Linked DNA regions of Gossypium arboreum: region 1 is linked to region 2. Evidence: chromatin contacts called from public Hi-C data. All regions are on one chromosome and are shown on one strand. Each heading gives the region's core, a stretch centred on a gene start, on an enhancer-like site or on the middle of the called end of the contact. The rest is flanking DNA. Distances are from core to core; before and after follow the strand shown. Region 1 holds the start of LOC108469769 (L10-interacting MYB domain-containing protein). Region 2 holds the start of LOC128296668 (receptor-like protein 13).

Region 1 (7,707 bases), core at 3,201-5,700, 390 kb before region 2:
TAACCGAAACAAAACATAAACTATTTGATACCAATTTAGAACCGATATGGTAGGTACTAGCTGGTACGGTACCGACTACCAACTCCATCTACTCCCCATATCTTAGCCGGCGCATCGACACACTGGTTTCCTTAAAAGCATGCTTCATTGTGGTTTGTTGGAATTCCCTGAATATCGAAGAAAACAAATGGTTACTTAGAGACGTATTCACAATATTCTCAATAAGACTAATAACATTAGTAGCATTAAGTTGAATTTCCATATTAACAATATCAAGAGATTTTGCAAGATGGAGGGCAGCCCACAACCCCAGTTCGACACTGATAGCTCTCGGAATAAACTCTTAGCTCTATCCTTGTCCCTCATGGCTTCATAATGAACTCTTAGCTCTATCCTTGTCCGAGTCCCCACCGAAGAATCATAGATATTAAGCTTGTGCCAACCAAGAAACCTACAATGGTGGAGATTGGCTTTCGTTTGATTGGTGTGGAGAAAGCATAGAACTCTCGTCTCCTGCTTTAGCCAAAATGGCATCAACTGCATTAGCAAAATGACAATCAGCAGAAAGAAACAACAAAATTGCTAGTTAACCAAACCTGCCACATAAAGAAACAAAAGACAAATTTCCATGGAACTTTAAGGACTTGCATCCACTTTTTAGAAGTAATATTAATAGAAATCCAATCCTTTCGGTCCAAATTCCCAAAATTATTACGAGGGACTGGTGGGTTAAATTCCATGGAATTTTAACAATTAATCGAATCAAGATTGCTCAATTATCCTTTAACCAGATCATAAGCACTAGAGAGGCTAAATCGGCCATTTGGGGAAGGACCTCAGGTGAGTGTATCCACCTCATTATAGTAGACGGATGCTAGACTATTAAGCAGAGTTATTAACAACGGCTGAGACTGGTAAGAGACCATTGTCCCAGCCTCGCCCAACTTATTCGAAAGTTAAAAGCTCTTCACCTCGATTCAACAAGTTTTTTAATTGCCCAATACCCACCCCAATTCTCATGCCAAAAACTAATGGATGGTGCCAGGAATTAAGTTGCATTACATAAAATAGTTGGGGATAACAACCATGGATGGTAGCTTGTATAACCCTGAACCCTCAATTATTTATATTCAAAGCCGATTTCATATTCAAATTAAAATATAAGCTTATTCCTATAGATACAAATATACATCAGAGCAAATATTTAGACTTTCTCGGCCATTTTCATAAGATTCTTGAAACTTTAGTCTGCCAAATTACTTGCTAACTCTGACTCTACTCACTGAATTTACATTCACCATGACACATATCTAAACCATTCCATTGAAACTAGACACAACTCGATTAAACTCACTGCTGAGGACGAAGCTTCCGTAACAGCCACTTCTTCCTCAGTTTAACATCCAATGCCATAAAAGTTTTTGCTTTTATTTCATCTTCCAGCAAGTCACATGCATCCAATATAAGATCTTCGTCCATGTCAGGTAGTGCCTGTACTGCTGTAATCACATTCTCTATCGGAATGGAGTTGGTGTTCCCATCATCCTTCTTCTCCGCTAAAGACGAAACCACGCTTGCCATCTCTCGGAGAGCACTGGCCATGTCATCATCTTCGCCTCGTGATTTCTTTGTATGTGCAGAATTTAACCTGTTTTCTGGTTGACGTTTGCACTTCAGGTTAGATCCATTTGTGTTTGAATCCCGATGTGCTGGCTCCAGCACATCACCTATTTCATCTTCACCCGAAACAGATGTTACAGGAGATGGAGAACACTTGGTTGCTTGCCCCAGCTTCACTTCTTGAACCCTGTTTTCTGGGTCCGTACATTGAAGGGAAAAGCAATCACTTCCATCAGGATATGGGGAATTGCATATCAAACACAGGTCTTTATAGTACGGCACTGGTCGAGTCATGAATTGTCGTGCATCCTTATGTCCCTGCATGTTAGTACATAACAGCTTTTTCAAATCCCATATAATGAAACCATTATTATAATGATATGCATCAAAAGTCTCTCTATTACTTCTCAACGGGCTTTTAATAGTATACCAAACAAATCGATGAACAAAATGAAATAAAGGCGGTATCATCTTCCTCGTAACATTGTTACCCTTAAACTGCACCACTCAAACTCTTCATTTTAATTGAGGAACCCATGTCCAACACATATTCCAATAAAAGTATGGGAAGATGACCCTTAAAATACATGAAAAACTTAGAAAAAGTTTAACATACTCGTGTCACATCCATATCGACATATCAAAACAACATCGATCTAAAGAAATAAAACAATGCCATGAATTCTTGATGGTGGATATTAAGTGGCTTCCATGTAGATTATGCATGCATCAGGTACGATTTAACATAGCTGAACATCTTATGGATAATATGGCCTAGACTATATAAGCATCGACAGCAGTTCAAGTATTACATGTAATACCTTGATGTAGTCTTGCCATACACTATCATCAGCAATCACCATTTGACGGTCATCGTCCCAAGTAAATCCATCCAGTTGAAGAAGATTCTTTATTACATTATATTGTCTTCTTAGAGTTTTATACCGATTCTTTAGTATGTCCACATCATAATTAAAACCGAATTTCGCATTAAATGAAGCAATCATCTCTGTCCATGCCTGCTTGCAAAATACACCATCAATCTGGTTCCCATTCTGCAATTGCTCAAGCATAAGATCAATGAAAAACCGGTCCATTGGTGGTTGCCAGTACATTCTAGTACGACTATATAGTGGGTTTGTTGTTGCATTCAGCGTCGTCTCTGTTGTGTCCTCCACTTCTAGTGGCAAACAGATAAAATCATCACGCACAACAATTTCATGAACAGCCTCCACAGTTCCTTTATTGCCACATTCTGGTTGAGCAGCAGATCCTGTTATATCGTCACCTGAGTGTGATGATGTCTCAGGCAAATTAAAGCCTGGTATCATATTATATCAGCAACATATGAAACCTTCTAACAATGAGATACACCAGACTCATGTTACCCGGACTCTTCTGTTCCTAAAATATCCATGTTTAATGCCTGTGTCCGACAAATATTTGGACATAGATACGGTTTATGATCCTCCACGTATATGGAAAAGCTTAGAAAAAAGAGCATGCTCGTGTTATGCATGTATTCATACCCAAGACTCAACCCCGAGTACCGGTAACAAAGCCCTAGACAAAGAATTAGTAGTATCAAGGATAGAACTTTTACCCTTTATACTAACTATCCTATCTCGATACATAAAACAAAAATCATTAATGAAAAAGGTCGATGCATATCCGTATCTGAAACTCACTCTAAGTTCAAAACCGGACACGGAGTTAGTCATGTCAAGGACAAAATTATAACCCTTTTTAAAAATTACCCTATCTCCATAAATAAACACAAAGATCATTCATGAAAAAACTTCGAACAAAGTCATGCGAACTAGTCTGGAGTCCGGAAATATTCATATTCAAACCCGACATTCAGAGTGGACCACCAAACTTAAGACCTAGTAGTATCAACGATTGAATCATTACCTGTTTTCCTAGCTGAATTATCTCCATATATAATACCCAGATCATCGTAGTAAGGAATAGTTTTAACTCTGTAAGGACGCACATCTGGGCTTACCTGTAAATAAGAAAACCCGTAAGATCCTGCAATGCAAAAAAACCCTCAAAATCATCAAATAAGTAAAGCATTGAACCTTGATATATTCATCCCAGATTTTATTCTCGGCGATCACCATTTGTCGAGTCGAATCCCAGTTAAAACCCTTCTGATTCAACAGGTTCTTAACAGCTTTGTACAGATTCCTCAGTGTTTTGTGCCGGTTTTTCAGCACATCCATCTCGTATTCGAACTTGAACCTCTCGTTGAACGATGAATTCATGTTCATCCATGCCGTTTTGCTGAAAACATGGTCATCGAACCTATTACCTTTATTGAGTTGCTCCAACATGAGATCGATGAAATATCGGTCCATCTCGGGTGTCCATATCGTCCTTGATCGATCCAAATTGCTCTTGGCACGGATACCCATTCTTGAACAACGTAAAAAGACAAGGCACCATCAGAATCGAAAGGCAAGAATTATAAATCAATGTAAACATTTGGGCATGAAATAAAAAAAATCAAATTAAAAACGAACCACAAAAGAAAAGGTGAAGAAGAGAGAGAGAGAGAATGGGTTTAGTTGAGTGAAAAATGTATACCTTGGATTCGACTCTGGGAAAATGGAGGGGCAAGAACCTGGGTTTTCTGCAAATGTCGGGATAAGGTTTTCCTGGATAGTGCTATGAATGCTTGGCGGCTGGAATTAGATCATAGACAAGAGGAGCGGAGTATCCCAATTCTGCATTTATCCCAAATTGCAAGGATAAGATCGTTTATCATTTTCACAGATTAGGCCTGACAAAGAGCCCAAATGTTTATCAATAAATTCAACATATTCATATTTCATAATTAAACTTAAGGTAATGTAGATATTATTTTGGTCACTGAAATTTGTTTATGTCATTTTTGTTATTCTCATTTAAAATTTGAAAATTATAGTCACTGTTAAAATTTATTAATCTTAAATTTTTTTATAATTTTGTTAATACAATAAATTTTGTGTTAATTGAGAATTTGTTTAAATTAAATACATCGATGAATATAATTTTATTTGAGTTTTAGAGTTGATTTGATAAATTTTAATTGTTAATAATTATGAATATTCATTAAATTAACTTTAAACTTGAATTAAGAACTACAAAATTAACATTGTTACATTTAGATATCAAAATATATATAACTTTTGTAAATTATATGTACTAAATTAAACAAAAAATAACACAAATACTATATTAAAAAGTATCAAAATAAGATATCAAATTAGATATTAAGCCTTCCAAAATTTAAAATTTAAGCAGGTGAGATTCAATGGTGTCATTTCTCGCCATTGACTCTTCCAAAAATAAATTCTCTCAACCATTTGCCAAAAGAAAATTTTGTCCCACCAAATTAAATTATAAACATTATTTGAATTTATCATCCCTTCCAATTACAAATAAATTACTATTTACATAATAATAATATAATGATGACATAAACCTGTCAATTTTAACTCGAACTTGATGATTTAACTCGATTAACTCAATTTTATTATTAGAAGTCAACGACTTGAATCAAAAGAAGTAATTTAAAGTGACCCAAACTTAAATTAAATATTGTTGAGACATTTTTCAAGGAGTGTCTAAACCAATAACTAGACCAATGCCAATTGGTAGTAGCATTGTCTACTTGAAAAAACGGACATGTCTGAGTTGGCAAATTTTTGTAACAAACATGTTTTGGTTGTGCTTCTTGCTATTACTTTGGATGACTACCAACCAATCTTTAATATCTAAACTACACATAACAACTTATCTTGGTGATTTGTTTGGATTCAGATCAAAGTAATCAACTTCTCATAATTGGTGGATTGGATCGAATCGGGCTAAAGTAGAAAGTATATCCTCATTATTCAAGATTTATCCTGTGATGTTTTGAGAAATATTCTTTGTGCAAGTTGTCCTGCTTAATTTGAGGGAGATTAATTGTAAAAGATATAGTATGTTAGCAAGTCTCATTTACTTATTTATTGTGAAGACTTGTATACATTTTGTAGTGATAGAAAGAGCACTTTATCTTATTCACTGTGGAACGTTTATATTAGTGCATTGAAGTGTAATAATCAAGTGCGTGACTTGGTTAGTATCCTCAGTTTTTAAGGGAAAACTTAGAAGGACATGTTTAAATCTTAGGTACAAAAGTGTATAGTCGAAACTGGTGAGTGTTCAAGTTTTAAAATACTTGTTGCATAAGATGCAAGATAATGAATATTCTACCCTGAACTACGTAAATATCTCTTATGTTATTTATTTTATACGCCTCTCTATTAGCGCCTAAAACAGTTGGCACAACTTTAAGCGTTGTTTGTGGCACTACTTATTTTCTGCATTCAAATATCAATTTGGACTCAACAACTAAAATCTTTTCAAAAAATTAATAAAAATAACACTTATAAACTAAATTATTATTTTATTTTTATATATAATTTGTAAATGTAATTATCATTTTCTATTATTATAAATATGCAATTTCGACTTCATATAATCTTGATAGTAAATTCCAAAAACAATAAATACTTAATAAAAATTGCTTTTATCTGTTTATGTTGGAGTAAAATTAATAAGTGAACGATGCAAAATTTCTGAATTTTTATATATTTCAAAATCTCAAAAACTTTTGATTTTGACTTTATTTAATTTTAAAAATTGAAATTTGATTTTTATTTTAATTTATTTAAAATTTAAAAATATCTTTGATAAAATTGTAATTAATTTTTATTACAAAATTTAATTGATTTTACTTATCCCACAAAATTTTAACTAAAATAGTATTATTAGCAAAAAAATCTAAATTGGTTTTATATATGTACAAGCCCGTTTAGCCCAACAAATCAAAGCCCCAACCCAAACAAATCAAGACCCAATGCCCAAGTTAAGCCCAATACCCAAAATCAGAAAAAAAATAATAAACAAACCTTAGGTGCACCGCTCCTAGGGACTTTTGACCAGCCGACGCTTGCAGCACCGCCCATGTCACATCCACCGCCCGTGTACCTGCAAGAAGAACAGAGTAATCAATTGAGAAGCAAATTGTAAAGAAATGTCTATAAAAGGCCAAGTTCAAAACCATTGTTTTCTCTCGGCAGCTCATAATATATACGAAAAAAGCATTCGATCTTTTTAAGCAAAGAAAACAACAACTCTAGTGATATCAAAATAAGATAAACAACATCAAAACAAACCCAAAGCCATCAGAAATAGAAGCTGTAGATCTAAGGCGACTCCTTTTTTTTTTTTTTTTTTTGTTGTTATTTCATAACCTAATCTACCTATTATATAACCATATCTATGCATAAATATACAATATAAACGAAAGAAAAACAAATACACTTTAAAACAGAAAAAAAGAAGAAGAATTTTTTACCTTTCCGCAACGGGTTCGGCCACGGAAACTGGCAGCAGAGGAAAAGGGTGAGAGAGAGAGAATGGAGACCCCTTTTTTTTGTGAAACATGCAGAAAATGAAAAAAAAATCAACTTTTTAACTTATATAACGGTACCAAAACGGTACCGTTTTGGCCCTCCCCCCAAGGCGCAAAACGGCGTCGTTTTAAGGGTGGAGCGGGCCGACCCTACCCGTCCGACCTTGGATCCGCGTGTTTTTGAAGCGGAGGGGTTATTTGCGCTTTTGGCCCCTCCGCTTTCACATGACTTTGCAATTAAGTTTTTTCAATTTTAATCTTACATAGGAATTTGTCCTGCTTTTCAACTTGGTCTATAGCCACGTGCTACATATTAAGACGGGGGAATATTACATTTTCAGTACTTCTAGGTTGTGCAATTTGGTCGTTTTCTTTTTACTTCTTTTGAAATTTGCCCCAAAATTCATTTTCGTTTTGATTTTCGTCCTTTTTTACTTTTTTCTCATTATTCTATTTTAATTTTAATATTATTCATAATATTATATTTTATTATTGTTATTATGTTTGTATTTTTTTTTATTAGCATTCTATCATTATCATTTTATTTAATACTTATATATATATATATATATATATATATATATTATATAGTATTATGAATAGTTTAATATTATTGTCTTTTATTATTATTAATG
Region 2 (7,090 bases), core at 3,552-6,051:
CAAATGCACAAAGGTATCAAGTGTGTGGTTTGTTGATTTAGAGAAGATGGAGGCTAAATCGTTTTGGGTACTACTCACTACACTTCTGTTCATCATACGAGGGTGGCGACAGATTGAGGGGTGCTTGGAGCAGGAGAGAATTGCTCTCTTCCAACTCAAATCTTTCTTCAATGACCCTATCGAATTGAAGGACTGGGTAGATGTGAAGGGTTCGAATTGTTGTCAATGGGAAAGAGTTAAGTGCAACATCACTAGTGAACGAGTAATAAGTCTCAATCTCAATGGCGCACGTCGAAGTACTTCAAAGGGGTATCTCAATGTCTCTTTATTTCTTCCATTTGAAGAATTGAAGAGTCTTCATTTGAGTAACAATAAAATTGAAGGTTTTGTGGATAATAAAGGTTCGTTGTTTTTCATCTCTATCCTAACTGATTAATCCTTGAAATTTAATTTAATGTTTTTATATTTATTTCGTTTATTTTATTATTGTAAATTAAGACAATCATTACCAATAACTTTCTGTTATATGTAGTATCTTTATTATCAGCTTTCGACAACTTGGAATTCCTCCGCTTATACGGCAATAACTTTAATGACAGTATCTTATTAAGTAAGCTTCTTTTAAACTAAATTAAAATGTAGTGATTACTAAATTCTCTATTAATTTATTTCATCGTACTCTTATTAAATTTCTTTTAATTAATTTTAATTAGCTGTGAATAAGCCTTGATACATGTTGATACTTGATATATTTCATTGCTCTTGGATAGAATTAAAGAGTTTGACAAACTTGAAGACGTTAGATTTAATGTTCAATAAAATCAGAAATCTTCGATACTTTCAAGGTATATTTAAATTTGATATTCTATATATAATCAACATAATCTGATCTATAAAAGTATATTTATGAACAAGTTAAAAGATGAAAGCTTGACTAATAATTATTCTTTCATATTATACAAACAAATTCTTTTTAGAATTGTATGACATGTATCTTTTACAGGTGAGAAAATGCAACCGATAATAAATTTGGAAGTGCTTGATTTGTATGGTAATCTCTTGAACAACAATGATCTGACATATCTGAAAGGGTTATCAAGTTTAAAGTCCTTGCGCATTGGAGGAAACCAATTGGAAGGGTCAATAGATATTAGAGGTATGTAAAATTTCATAAAATAAAAATAATAAGCTATATGTAAATTACAATTTCATCAACTTTTTAACTGTTAAAAAAATTATATTCAAATATATTCCTTCTTTTAGGGATTTAATTTTTTTACGTAGTAAAATAAATGTATAATTTTTGACCCTCTAATTTTACAAAAAAAAGTTATTTTAGCCCTCAATTTAATTTTTCACCTCTTTTAATCCTTAAATTTATATTTTTTGTCAAATCAATTCAAAATGGATGGAAAAGTTAACATTTGTTATCTTTGCTAATATGGCATACATGTGGATTGCTATGTAGATGACATATCAGCATTTAACTAATTTTAAAAATTTAAGTATTTTTTAATTTTTTTCAAAATTTTAATAATTTTAATGGTTATTTTTTAAAATAGTTTTATTTTTATTTTTAAATTAAAAATTAATTAAATATTAACGTGTCATCTACTTGACAATCCACATGTATACAATATTAGCAAAGTTAAAAAAAGGTTAATTTTCTCTATTCATTTTGGAGTGATTTGACAAGAAACGCAAATTTAAAGACTAAAAGACCAAAAAGTTAAATGGAGGTCTAAAATAATTTTTTTTATAAAGTTGAAAGGTCAAATAAGTTATTATGCCTAAAATAAAATGTATTTGATGACTTTCCTTTATTGAGGAAAGTAGTTGAATTTCATGAACCAAAATTATTGAATTTTTGTCATATGATTTTGTTTGACTAATAAAAAAGTTATTTGATTGATTTGAATAGTGTTGAATAATCTGACAAAGTAAAAGGAGTTGTACTTGATGGACAATAAAATTGAAAGCCTCCTATCTCCCCATGGTATGTGTCGATATATTTTACTTTATCATATTCTTATATATACATATTAATATCTTATTTAATAGTTTATTAGTAATAAATTTATTTATCTAAATGTTTTGTAGATGGTGAGAGGTCACTTAATTTGACCAATTTAGAAGTGCTTTATTTGGGTAACAACTTCTTCAACAACAGTTTATTAGCACAGCTAAGTGGGCTTTCCAATCTAAAGTCATTGTATATGTACAATAACCAGCTTAAAGGATCAATAAATATCAAAGGTGGAATTACTTAACATATTTAATTTTCCTTTAAATCAAATAAACTACTGGTTGAATTATTGCATTTATCATGTATGATTTAATTTTAAATTATATTTGTCGATCTTCACAGAATTATTTGATATTTTGAGTAACTCAAAGTCATTGAAAAAATATTTTAATTTAAAGAAATGTATAAATTTTATATATTATCGCTTTTACAATTATATAAAAATTATATTAATATATAAATTAAAATTTTATCTCTTCAATATATAAAGTAAAATATAAGTACCAAAATAATAGTATTTCAATTTCTATATTTTTTCTGTGTTATCAAATTTTTAGTATTAAATTTAAAAATAGTATTTTAATTAATAAATACAATTAATTTGTACATAGCACGAAAAAATAGTATTTTAATTAAAATTTTATCTCTTCAATATATAGTTTTGTAGATGTGGAATTTATTATTGTTACCTTATATAATAGTTGCATCTATAAAGTATATAGTATATTTTATTAAATTAGTTCTTTATAATAATATGTTGTCTCACATTTTAACACAACTAATTCTATTTTTAAGTGAAAAAATAAATAAATTTTAGTTCAGTTATTATTTCAACAAAATGTTTAAATTTTATATAAAATATATTAATCATATTTTATTAAAAGAAAATATTTTTAATAAATGGAATTACATTAATAAATTTTGTTAGAGATATAATTTGAATCTCGTTAAGTGATATTTTTATTAATATATTATAATTTTTAATTTAATTTTTTTAAAATTCAAATATGGTCTAAATATTAAATATTGTTATAAGTATATCACAATCACTTATCTATAACAACCATTATTTTGTTAGACGAATATGGTTGTTATATGGAAGTTGAATATAACTAAATTTTTGTGATGATTACTTTATTCGACTGACAAAAAATGCATTGGATTGATTTGGATAGTATTGAATAATTTGACGAGGCTAAAGATGTTGAATTTGAGAGAGAATAAAATTGAGAGCCTCCAATCTCCCCATGGTATGTGTTGATATGTTTTACTTTATCATATTCTTATATATACATACCTGTATCTCATTTAATATTCCATTAGTAATAAATTTGTTTAACTAAATGCTTTGTAGATGGTGAAAGGCCACTAAATTTGACCAATTTAGAAGAGCTTAATTTGGATTACAACTCTTTCACAAACAGTTTATTGGCACAGCTTAGTGGGTTTTCCAATCTAAAGTCATTGACGATAGGGAATAACCAGCTTAAAGGATCAATAAATATTAAAGGTGAAATTACTTAATCTATTTAATCTTCCTTTAAACGAAACAAATTAATTGTTGAGTTATTGCATTTATTCTATGTGATTTAATTTTAAATTTTATTTGTCGATCTTCATAGAATTATTAGATTCTTTGAGCAACTTAGACGAGCTAGACATAAGCGGGAGTGATGTGAAGGAATTTGTGCCCATAAAGAATAAAGGTATATGTATCAACTAAGGAAAGTCTTACTAATTACTTGCCATTAGATATCTAGTGAACTGATGCCAACCACTAATTTGACTATCAGAAAATGGAAGTTTGGGAAAGCTAAAGATTGCTACATTAGACAATGTGTTCACTGGTGGAACTACTTCTCTAATACAGCTTCTGGAGACATTCTCATCTGTTAAGACTTTATATTTGAGACACAATCACTTCAATAACACATTTTCTACTCAAGGTATAATATGTATGTATGTGAATATATAAATTTATAATTTGATTCCATTTGAAAATATTATTTATTTAACATCAGTCATTTAAATAACTCTTATACACTTGTAAAGATCAATTGCATGTGTCGAGCAAAATAGAGGAATTAGTGTTGGATTCGTCATCTCTCAACAACAACATTCTTCAAAGCATTGGTGTATTGGCTTCTCTTAAAATTTTGTCTTTGAATGGTTGTGGGCTGTCTGGGACATTACCTACTCAAGGTAAATTAATAATTATGACATAATTATTTAGACAATCTCTTGATAAATTTTTTTATGCTCCTAGAATATTTAAATAATTTGTACAAATTTATTTTACAAGATGGTGCGATTTACGGAAATTTGAGGTGTTGGATCTTAGTGAAAATGCTCTTGAAGGAACACTCCCTTCATGTTTGGCTAACTTGTCATCTCTTCATTATTTGGATATTTCCGATAATCAATTCGCCGGAAAAGGTGCCTCCACTGCTCTAGCCAATCTCACTTTGCTTAGATTCATTTCTCTTTCACGAAACTTATTCGAAGTTCCGTCCATTTTCCTATCATTTTCCAACCACTCACACCTCAAAGTCCTCTTAGGCAGTCAAAACAAGTTAGTCAAAGAGCCTACCATTCAAACATGGGTCCCAAAGTTCCAACTAAAAGCCTTCCGTTTGTCGAATTGCACAGCAAAGGAACTCCACATTGAAATTCCAAAATTCCTCTATTACCAAAATGACCTGAGTATTATTGATCTTTCATATAATAATTTTAGAGGGAAGATTCCTTTTTGGTTGTTAGAGAACAATACAAGAATGGAAGCATTTTTAATGAAGGGTAACTCTTTTATGGGTCATTTCAATCTTCCATCTCATTCGAATCCAAGCATGGCAGCTGTTGATATATCTGACAACAAAATACAAGGTCCCATTCCAGCAAACATTTGTTCGATCTTTCCACAACTATTTGGGTTACATCTATCAGGCAATTTCCTTCAAGGTAATATTCCTCCTTGTTTGGGTAGTTTGAATACTAGAGACTTAATATTAGATCTATCACATAATCAACTATCAGGAGGAATACCAGAAATGTTAGCTCAAAGTGACTCGTTGAGGTTTCTTAGGCTATCAAATAATCATCTAAGTGGGAAGATAACCCCAACTATCCTTCGCTCATCTTCATTATATTTGTTATATTTAGATGGCAATAACTTTGATGGAAATATACCTGGCATTGATATCTCAACTATCCCATCATACCCTCTTCAAGATGTGGATTTAAGTAACAACAATTTGTCTGGGGAACTCCCAAGATGGATATGGAATGTGACAGATTTAAATATATTGGCAGTATCCAACAATCAGCTCCAGGGTCTCATTCCGATAGAATTGTGCTATTTGGATTCTCTCAATATTTTGGACCTCTCAAAAAACAATTTTTCTGGCCCAATACCATCTTGCTTTGATGCACAATCTATTGAACATCTCCATTTGAGCAAAAATAGATTAAGTGGAACCTTGACAAATGCATTCTTTAATAGCTCTTCCTTGGTGACTTTAGATCTTAGTGAAAACCAGTTGACTGGGAAAATTCCATACAGGATTGGAACTCTTTCGGCTTTAAGTGTCCTCCTTCTAAAAGCCAATTATTTTATCGGAGAAATTCCCATTGAGATGTGCAAATTGTATTCGTTAAGCATCATTGATCTTTCTCAAAACAAGCTTTCTGGTTCGATACCTTCTTGTTTGAGTAATCTAACTCTTAAGCCAAATTATAAAAAATCTTCAATGAGGAACTATCAGACGACGCTTGAAGGAATCATGGATAGACCTAATTACTTTGGAATGACCGAATTTGAGTGGTCCACTTTAAGAGGAGAAATGTCATTGGATGTATATCCCTCTATTGAGGATCAAATAGAAGAAACGGTAGAGTATACAACAAAGAGAGTATCTTACACGTACAAGGGAAACATTCTTGAGCTCATGTCTGGAATTGATTTATCATGTAATAGATTAACAGGTGAAATCCCCACAGAGATTGGAAATTTGAGTGAAATTCGATCATTAAACTTGTCACACAATAATTTGACTGGACATATACCGTCAATGTTCTCAAAGTTCAAGCAAATTGAGAGTCTGGATCTTTCTCACAACAACCTAATCGGAAGAATCCCTACTCAATTGACAGAGTTGTACACCTTAGCAGTCTTCAATGTGTCATACAACAACTTGTCAGGGAGTATTCCGCCTCCGAAAGCTCAATTTGGAACCTTTGATGAAAGCAGTTATATGGAGAATCCTTTTCTCTGTGGGCCTCTCCTACATAAAAATTGCATCGACCTTGATTCACCCCCGACAGCAGCACCAAATACCTCAAACAACGAAGAAGAAAGTGGTTTGATGGACAAGTATGTTTTTTGGGTGACCTTTTTTGTTTCTTATGTAATTGTGTTACTGGTTATTGTTCTCATCCTGTATATAAATCCTTACTGGCGTCAAGCATGGTTTTCTTTTGTTGAACACTGCATCAAGACTTGCCAGTATTTTATTGAGGACAATCTTCTGCGGTTTCTCATCTTCAAAAGAAGCGGGTAGCCTTGTGCTTTGGTGGTTTACATTTGTATGTAATTGTTTTTCAAAGTTTGTTTGGGTTCTTTGCTTTAAAGTTTTTAAAGGTAGAATGTAATATCTTTGTTATGTAATAATTGATAGTGTATTATGAGAAAACTATATATAATGTCATGCATTACCGATTAAAACATTTAATAATGCTTTACAATTTTCAGCGTTCAGATAAACATATTGTAGCATATATATATATATAATTTATATCTATCTATATTTTTGTAGTCAAACAAGCCATTGATGTTGTGGTAAAAATTTCATATTGTTTCAAACCTTAGCGTAAAGAAAGATAGAAAAGATTATATGAAACTGTGGTTCCACATTCCTATTCCTTTTAAATAGGAGAATGATAAATTAAATTTTTTCTCCTGATTTTTAGCACTTTAGTTGTATTTGAATTTTTTCAAAAAGAAAAAACTGGTAATCAGGAGGAAAAATCTAAGTTATCTTATATTGGAAACAGATAAATATGATGTGA

The links. A called contact is a pair of places that touch in the nucleus more often than the background predicts.
Region 1: a contact with region 2 is called in a Hi-C map of leaf, with 2.9 times the contacts expected there. The contact joins the promoter of LOC108469769 here to the promoter of LOC128296668 in region 2. A contact is called at or near these places in 2 of 5 Hi-C or Micro-C datasets (both in leaf).

Annotation. Positions count from the first base shown.
Region 1 is chr8:136,528,474-136,536,180 of ASM2569848v2, reverse strand. It overlaps LOC108469769 (L10-interacting MYB domain-containing protein), which reads right to left and starts at 4,450. Exons shown (of 5, transcript XM_053018076.1): 1 at 4,213-4,450; 2 at 3,705-4,041; 3 at 3,535-3,628; 4 at 2,442-2,893; 5 at 1,121-1,938. The coding sequence starts at 4,040. The coding sequence ends at 1,351.
Region 2 is chr8:136,137,509-136,144,598 of ASM2569848v2, reverse strand. It overlaps LOC128296668 (receptor-like protein 13), which reads left to right and starts at 4,801. Exons shown (of 1, transcript XM_053032118.1): 1 at 4,801-6,582. The coding sequence starts at 4,801. The coding sequence ends at 6,582. LOC108468598 (receptor-like protein 14) reads left to right here. Exons shown (of 9, transcript XM_053031904.1): 1 at 1-401; 2 at 533-610; 3 at 1,004-1,156; 4 at 1,922-1,996; 5 at 2,101-2,256; 6 at 3,202-3,276; 7 at 3,381-3,536; 8 at 3,649-3,732; 9 at 3,820-4,059. The coding sequence starts at 1,960. The coding sequence ends at 4,001.